3 separate regions of the Sus scrofa genome follow, and all the other regions are linked to region 3. Evidence: chromatin contacts called from public HiChIP or PLAC-seq data. All regions are on one chromosome and are shown on one strand. Each heading gives the region's core, a stretch centred on a gene start, on an enhancer-like site or on the middle of the called end of the contact. The rest is flanking DNA. Distances are from core to core; before and after follow the strand shown. Region 1 overlaps PPP1CC (protein phosphatase 1 catalytic subunit gamma). Region 2 overlaps CCDC63 (coiled-coil domain-containing protein 63). Region 3 overlaps PPTC7 (protein phosphatase PTC7 homolog).

What was found. HiChIP or PLAC-seq counts read pairs in DNA pulled down with a chosen protein or histone mark.
Region 1: a contact with region 3 is called in an H3K27ac HiChIP or PLAC-seq map of alveolar macrophages. The contact joins two enhancer-like sites. A contact is called at or near these places in 1 of 47 Hi-C or Micro-C datasets (epiblast stem cells) and 1 of 2 datasets of contacts at active chromatin or transcription factors (alveolar macrophages).
Region 2: an H3K27ac HiChIP or PLAC-seq map of alveolar macrophages shows a contact between it and region 3. The contact joins two enhancer-like sites. A contact is called at or near these places in 1 of 47 Hi-C or Micro-C datasets (epiblast stem cells) and 1 of 2 datasets of contacts at active chromatin or transcription factors (alveolar macrophages).

The regions. Positions count from the first base shown.
Region 1 is chr14:32,082,548-32,085,247 of Sscrofa11.1, reverse strand. The region is part of intron 1 of PPP1CC (protein phosphatase 1 catalytic subunit gamma); the gene reads left to right. Among named protein-coding and RNA genes, the nearest start is that of PPP1CC, 7.4 kb to the left of the region's middle. Within about 2 kb of position 1,362, at least 2 of the 83 cell types and tissues checked have an H3K27ac peak or open chromatin away from gene starts, as enhancers often do. A contact at or near this core is called in alveolar macrophages, where this site is marked.
Region 2 is chr14:32,183,931-32,186,630 of Sscrofa11.1, reverse strand. It overlaps CCDC63 (coiled-coil domain-containing protein 63), which reads right to left. Exons shown (of 13, transcript XM_021072528.1): 8 at 2,115-2,335. Among named protein-coding and RNA genes, the nearest start is that of MYL2, 28 kb to the left of the region's middle. Within about 2 kb of position 1,365, at least 2 of the 83 cell types and tissues checked have an H3K27ac peak or open chromatin away from gene starts, as enhancers often do. A contact at or near this core is called in alveolar macrophages, where this site is marked.
Region 3 is chr14:31,928,075-31,930,774 of Sscrofa11.1, reverse strand. The region is part of intron 1 of PPTC7 (protein phosphatase PTC7 homolog); the gene reads left to right. Among named protein-coding and RNA genes, the nearest start is that of PPTC7, 17 kb to the left of the region's middle. Within about 2 kb of position 1,349, at least 6 of the 83 cell types and tissues checked have an H3K27ac peak or open chromatin away from gene starts, as enhancers often do. A contact at or near this core is called in alveolar macrophages, where this site is marked.

The DNA.
Region 1 (2,700 bases), core at 113-2,612, 150 kb before region 3:
TACTTGTCTTATTTTTTGCATCCTGCACTAGAATATAAGCCTCTCAAGAAAAAAAACAAGGTTCTTGTCTATTCTGTTGACAGGATATCCCCAGCTTCCGACACAGGGTCTGCCAAGTAGTAGATGCCCAGCAACTGTTCTGTTGAATATTGGAAGCATGGTAAAAATGGTTGTTGATCATCTTGAACAGATTTCATCATTTAGTTTTTATTTAATACTTCCTATTTGTAAGGATACCTTATGATTGTGTATCCCATATCACATTTTCTTAGAGAGCAATGACTGTGTTGGAGTTTCAGTAGTTTTTCCTTTAAGACCTCCTTTATTTATTTTTTAATGTGACCAAAGTGGGACCTTTTGTTTATTTTTTTACGTATGATTTTTTTCCATTCTAGTTTTTTTACAGTATTCTGTCAAATTCTACTGTACAGCAAAATGACCCAGTCATACATATGTACATTATTCTTTTTTTCACATTATCCTCCATCATGTTCCATCACAAGTGACTAGATACAACTCCTTGTGCTGTAAAGCAGGAACTCTGCTTATCCACTCCAAATGCAGTAGTTTGCATCTATAAACTCCAAACTCCCAGTCCTTCCCACTCCCTCCCTCTCGGCGACCACAAGTCTATTCTCCATGTCCATGATTTTCTTTTCCATGGAAAGGTTCATTTGTGCTATATATTAGATTCCAGATGCAAGTGATATCATATGGTGTTAGGCTTTCTCAGACCTCCTTTCGTTTAAAAGTTAATAAAGAACAAATTCTTATTTGGCAGGGTGAGCTAGTGGTGAAAGCACCACTTTCAGACCTAGAAGTCACTTGGGGCCCGGTGCCCTCCTTACAAGCTCTGTGACCTTAGACCAAATCACTAAACCTCTTCCATTCTGTAACACAGAGAAGTGACAGTGCCTAACTTCATGGATTGTTGTGAGTACTGAATGGCAATGTAAATTTCTTAGCATAGTACCCAGCACATGGGGAGGGAGTGTTCTGTATGTTAGCTACAACTAATAAATCTATTTGATGGACACTGAAAATAGTGAAATAGATTTTTAAGCTGTTGGCTAACCACCTTCCCCCTTCTGTCTTTTTAGGGCCACACCCACAGCATATGGAAGTTCCCAGTCTAGGAGTTGGAGCTACAGCTGCTGGCCTTTGCCAAAGCCACAGCAACACAGAATCTGAGCTGCATCTGTGACCTACACCACAGCTTACTGAAACACTAGATCCTTAACCCACTGAGCGAGGCCAGGGATCGAACCTCATGGAAATTAGTCAGGTTCATTACCACTGAGCCGCAAGGGGAACTCCCCCCCCCTTTTAATGGCTACTTGGCATATGGAAGTTCCTGGGCCAGGGATTGAATCTGAGCTGCAACTGTGACCTATACCACAGCTGCAGCAACACTTGGTCCTTTCACCCACTGTACCAGGCCAGGGGTGAAACCCACATTTTCCATAGTGACCCAAACCACTGCAGATTCTTAACCCACTGCAGCACAGCAGGAACTCTAATAGGCCATTTTTAAGAAATGTCTACAGTGTTCATTCAGACTGCCAAGACCCATTTTGAAAGCTTTATCTTCTACTTGATGAATTATCTTCAACTTGAAATTTAAGAATTAACTGAAACTTTTATGAGAAAAATGCCTATAGGGAGATGACACTATTGCTTTGTAATTTTAAAGCATAAGTATAATTTTTATTATTTTTTGCTAATCAGAAGTATATAGTCTGGAATGCATGCTGATTGTCACGCCATAAATCACCAGTACGGAATTTATTGTGACATTGTTCATACTTCAGATTTTGAGCACCTACCATGTACTGGCCATGGGTGTGTACACTGCAGAGCAAGTGGTATGGTCCTGGGGTTTACATCTTACCAAGAGGTCCACGTGAGTAGGTGGAAGCAAACTGGCAATTACGGTACACAGTGTGCACTGGGCAGTGATGGGGTGTTGTGAGAGCATGTCAGGAGGCATAAAGCAGGCTGCTTGAGCGGAGAAGAGATGCATAGGAGACTGAGGACAGAGGTTTTCCAGGATGAGGTGATACCTAAACAGTCTCCCAAGATGAGCAGGTATTTGCCCATTGGTAGGAGGGGGTTTTGACAGAGTCTCTATTTTTATTATTTTATTCCTTGAGCTAATTGTAGGGTATTTAAGAAACATGTTGAAAGAATAGTCTGCATTCCATATAGGTGTAAGTCAGTTATTGCATATTCTCCTAAAAGACTGAGAGTGAGCTATTCACTTACAAGTGTGTGGGGCTCTGCTGAAAAAGATTCAGGTTGAAACCAGAAGTATCTAGCCCCTAGCCAAAGTTTCCTGCTGGGCAGTCTGCCCAAGCTTCTGACTGACTTGTGGTGAAATCACTAATGATCTGGGTTTTCTGAGCAGTGAAGCAGGGATCCCACCATCTTTCTACTGGGAGTCTTCCTTGAGTTCTCTCAGGTGTATATCTAGAGAGAAAAAATTACTGTGGCTCTGGAAAAAAATTTTTTTTGTTCTACAAACATCTCAGTTGCTGTTGTATTATACATGTGTCCATTTTGTATTTTCCTTTGAAGATTATGCTTACTATTATTCCCTGTAACTGCTTCTTGTTTTTTAGGGCCACACCTGCGGGGTATAGAGGTTCCCCATCTAGGGATGTAATCAGAGCTGTTGCTGCCAGCCTATGCCACAGCCAC
Region 2 (2,700 bases), core at 116-2,615, 260 kb before region 3:
TGTAGCTTTCTAATCAAAGTTTAGAAACTACTGCTCTGGTCCAAGTATGTCATTCTACAGATGGGGAGACTGAGGCACAGAGATGGTGAGAGTTTATCCATCCTTCCTCAGACATACTTGTCCTCACACCAGAGACAGGCTGGGGCTGAAGGAGAAAGGAGGGAACATGCCTCAAGGTGACTGGGAAGGCCAAGGTCAATTACTGTTGGAGAACCATTTCCTGGTGCCTCCTCTGTGCTCTGGGTATGCAGAAGGTATATGCCAAACCTCTGGAAGATCAGCTTCCAGAAGAGAGACAGAGGGCCATTCAGGCTCCTTTCCCCCTCGCTCTCTGGCTCAGGTTGGGCCCAGCCAAGGGCAGACCCTGGCTGGAGACTGGACTGGACAGTGGGGTTGGGAGAACTTGCCCTCCATCTTGGCTGGTCACTAGTTTGGCCACAGGCCTCCAGGAAGGACAGACAGCCTTTCCCACACACCTGTCTCCTGAGGCCAGAAACTGCTCCCTCCCCTCAGCCATTCTGGAGCTCAGCTGTGCTGTTCTGCATTCTCCCTTCTTAATTCCCTTAGACCTTTGTAAATAGTCCCTTAAAAACAAAACAAAAACAAAGCCTCCCCTCAGGAGTTCCCTTCGTGGCTTAGTGGTTAACGAAACCGACTAGCATCCATGAGGATATGGGTTCAATCCCTGGCCTCACTCAGTGGGTTAAGGATCTAGCATTGCCATGAGCTGTAGTGTAGGTCGCAGACGCAGCTCAGATCTGGCGTTGCTGTGGCTGTGGTGTAGGCCAGCAGCTACAGCTCTGATTCAACCCCTAGCCTGGGAACTTCCATATGCCGCAGGGGCAGCCCTAAAAAGCAAAAATAAATAAAAATTAAAATTAAAAACTCACTTCAATTTACCCATTTTGGGCATGCCATCTATCTCCTTTGACAGTCCCAGTAACTGATACAACCATCTCCGTTTCCACATTACCACCTGTATAATTATTACCTATCACTATTATTAGTAGTAGTTTTAAATTGACCAAATTTTGCTTATTATGTTTATCATTATTTGTTTATTGTTATTACTATTATTTATCACCCTAAGGAATCCTATCCATTGAATCACAATGCTCTGGTAGCTATGTTTTTCCTAATCCTCATTACAATGAATTCATTACTAGTAAATTAAAATGTTTCACCTATATGCTAGCTACTGTCTACTTGCACATGGCCCCACATTTAGGAAATGGTGACACTGCAGAAGGAAGGGCTCCCCTGGTCAGATAAACAGAGCACAGGGACCTCAGAGGGAAGAGTAGTGAACTCCCAGAGGAAGTGACATTTGTGCAGCATTAGGACTAATGAGCGGTATTGCATCAGAAGAAAAGCCGGGGTTGGGGGGAGGAAGAAGCACGAGGAAAGCCTCAGAGGAGGAAGATGCAGGGACAGCTGGGACTGGCAGCTGCCAAGAGTGCCTTGGGGGTCCTGATGGGAGCTGAGCCTGCAGCGGCAGGTCAAAGTCAAATTTTGAAGTTACTGGAATGTCACACTAAGGGGTTTAGACTCTCTACCGTGCATAGTTCCAAAGGCTGTTTATGTGTGTTCTGGGGAGTAAGTAGCCTGCGGAGCCAATTAAGTTTGGGAAATTATGAGTTCAACAAAGGTAAATGGTTTCTGTACTACAGGACTTGTCAGAGTCTTTTCTATGCTCGAAAACATCAGCTCTCTCCAAGATCAATTTACCATCTCTCCTCAATTCTGTGAAGCTGTTTTTTAATAAGGGTCAGCAAGCTTTGATGGCAAAGGCCAGATAGTCGATATTTTGGGCTACATAGGCCACGTGTGGTCTGTCCTGCATACTCCTTTTTTTTTCCCTTAAACTCTTCAAAAACTATTCTTAGCTCATGAACTAGACAAAAACAGGCCAAGGGCCATATCTGGCCATGGATATCGTTTACCAAACTGTGGATTATAAAATATGCCATGGAATATAGTGTTTCCCAAACTCTTGTGACTTGAGGCCCTTTTTTTCTTCAGAGCATCTCAAAGATGTTCTGAGAAACCCAATTTGGGGAAGACCACTGTGGAAGCTGGCGGGCCCAGGCCTGGGAAAGAAGAGGTGCCCCAACCTGGATTCTCTCGGTCTTCTTGTGCATGGTCTCCATGTCATTGTTGAGCTCCGTCACATACGTGAACCGAGCGAAGTTCTTCTCCTCCTTGGCCAGAAACTCTTCAATGAGCTGATTCAGGTTCCCATTCTCAATCAGCTTCAGCAGCCGGAGATGAGCCACTTCGTAGCTCTCAAAACTCTCACCCTTGTTCTTCTTCCTGTGCTTCTTTGACTTGAGAGCTGGAAAAGGAAGAGCTGGCCACCATGAGTGTGAAAGGGAAGCTGCTCAGAGCCATGCCCGGTGGAGGTATGCATGCCCCTTGGGGAGGGGGCTAAACTTTCCCAAGAGATGGAGCGGGACCTCCCCTCCTTAGTCCCACTTCACAAGTATCAAATTGAGCACCTGCTCTGTGCCAGACATTGTGCTGGGCTCTGTAGATAAAAAATCCCTGCTCCATGGAGCTTTTGGCAGAGGAACCAGCCACAAAGAGAACAGAGAGAGAGAGATATTCAAGTAAACAGAAAAAGAAATCCAATAATTACCATTGTGGCCTAGGACATGGAGGAGATGTAACATGTGCTGTGATGGGGGAGCTTGGTGGCTG
Region 3 (2,700 bases), core at 100-2,599:
AAGAAGTTAAGTGACCTTTATCTGTGACTTCAACTTTATAAGATACTCAAGGTCCGCAGCCACATTAAAGCCAAAACACATCTTTCCACATTAAATATTTGGTATTTAAACAAGAAGAACTAAAGTTAGAGGAAGAACATTTTTCTTCTAAAAAGGTTGAATTTAGGAGAGTTCCCATCGTGGCTCAGCGGAAACAAATCTGAGTAGTATTCATGAGGACACAGGTATGATCCCTGGCCTCGCTCAGTGGGTTAAGGATCCATTGTTTCGGTGAGCTGTGGTGTAGGTCGAAGACGTGGCTTGGATCTGGTGTGGCTGTGGCTGTGGTGTAGGCTATCGGCTATGACTCTGATTCAGCCCTTAGCCTGGGAACCTCCATATGTTGCCAGTGCGACCCTAGAAAGACAAAAAAAAAAAAAAAAAAAAAAAAAAGGTTGACTTTGAGTTTCTTTACCTTCACACTGTTGCTTCCTAATCCTCTTTTCTGCTGCCCAGAATAGTCTGGAAATTACCGTCTCTAATTAAAGAAGCATTCTGGACAGTAGATGTAAGTGTGTATATGTGTGTGTGTGTGCATTTTAATTTGATTAATTATTAAGTAATGTTTACTAAGCTGTAAAGGAATGTCTATTTTGTTTAGAATTCTAGAACATAAAATGGTCCACTTAAGCCCTGCTTTGTCCTGGATAGTACCTTTTCTTTAGCAGAATTTGAATTTTGCTTATAGGTGGGTTCCCTTTTCATACATTTTACTGCAGAGTTTAACCTTTCTTCCTTCCATCCTTTCAGCTTTTTGCCTCAGCTTGAGTTAGCTGTTCTGCTTAGAGATCTTGAGTTCTTGACATAGACTTGGTCTCTGGAGAAACAGAAGACGCAGGTTTCATTGTGACTAATGTAGAGTGGTTGCTTTGGGGAAACTTCTTGCAAAAGGAATATATCACTTGTTGTTGAAGGAGGAAGAACATCTGTAATCTATATAATTTCATCTCTAGAGAACTGAAAGGAGTGTTAGTCAAAGCAAATTATACTTTTCTGAATAAATCAATTTCTGAATATAGTTTTCCAGTAATCCTTCTTTTTGTTCCCTTTGGGATAATTATCTGCAGATACATTTCACAGTTCTGAATCACAGGGGGAATGTTCTTAATGCCCAAATAGTTGAGGCTTCAGAGTTGTTGATACAAGTGTAATCTGTTACCTTTGATAGAAATTGAGTTTTATACTCTGATCTCATTTTTCTCTAGTTATACTCCTTCATGTTGTGATGCCTCTAGTCAAAGAAGGTTGGCTCTGAGAACACTAGATTATAGTATTTGGAGAAGAGCCTCAGCATCTGAACAGAAGCCAGCTGCAGCACTGCAGTAGACACTGACTAACCAGTTCCTCATTTGATGAACACTTGCTGCACAAAGTGTAAGACCAGATATCCTAATCCCTTGAGTACAGAGGGTCTCCTGCTGCTTTTATTATTCACTCTTGTGAGCCAGCCAAATTCCTTCTCAATTTCCCTTCTGAAGTTTCAGTTCACTATCAAGTACCCATCCTAATAGATAGGAGATGTGTTTCACTGATGGAAAAACAAACCCTGTAGAACCACCTTGCTTCATTAGAGAGAGTATGAGGCTGATTGTAAAATGCCTCAAGATAATCAAAGATGCAGGAAATAAAGCTCTCTTATCTTTGGGTACTACTTAGTATTTGAAATTCTGTCAGCTATTTTTAGATAAAATCAGATTACCAGTTTCTCTTCATTGATACTTAATATTGAAATTTAGTGTTTTGGGGGGAGGCATCACTTTCTTCTGGAAAGTGTTTTGTAACTAAGTGCATGTCAATCTGGAGATGAGTATGGTAGGAAGAGTTTAAGGAGAATGGCAGCCTCATGCTGATGGCTGATAATGGATAATGCTGGCAAAACTCCGGCTAATGTTTGGCTTAGTTCAGAATCTTTTTCAAGGTGAGCCTTTTGCAACTACACAGTTAGGTCGAAGTTGGAAAGAGAATTTTTAAGCTTCCATAATTTCAATTTATCAAACCTTTTTTTCCTTGAACTTTTGGCTTAGGATAAAGCTATTAAGTAAAATTCTGAATTTAATAAAAAGCAAAATGATTTTTTTCAAGTACAGCAAAGTTTTGTTTTTATATGATTATAATAACTAAGACAAAAACAAAAATGTGTTAATTAGAAAAATGAAAATTGGCTATTAAAGAATTTTCTTTTTTATAAAAAGATACATTTAAATGATGGGAAATACACCAGAATTAACTCTGTCTCCTTCTCTCTTAACTCTTCACTTTAGAGAAGCAGTCTATAGAATTATAAGCTTAGGAGTTCTCATCGTGGTTCAGTGGTTAACGAATCCAACTAGGAACCATGAGGTTGAGGGTTTGATTCATTCAGTGGGTTAAGGGTCCAGCATTGCCGTGAGCTGTGGTGTAGGTCGCAGACACGGCTCGGATCCTGAGTTGCTGTGGCTCTGGCGTAGGCCTAGGCCGGTGGCTACAGCTCCAATTAGACCCCTAGCCTGGAAACCTCCATATGCTGTGGGTTCAGCCCTAAAAAGACAAAAGAAAAATGTTAAATAAAAATCATAAATATTTTCTAGTTGGCTGTTTTCTATTTTGTAAAACTTAACATTTCCAGTTGTAAATGGTACCACTAAAGGAATTTTCTGTGCCTTACAGTTTCCTCTCAGCCTT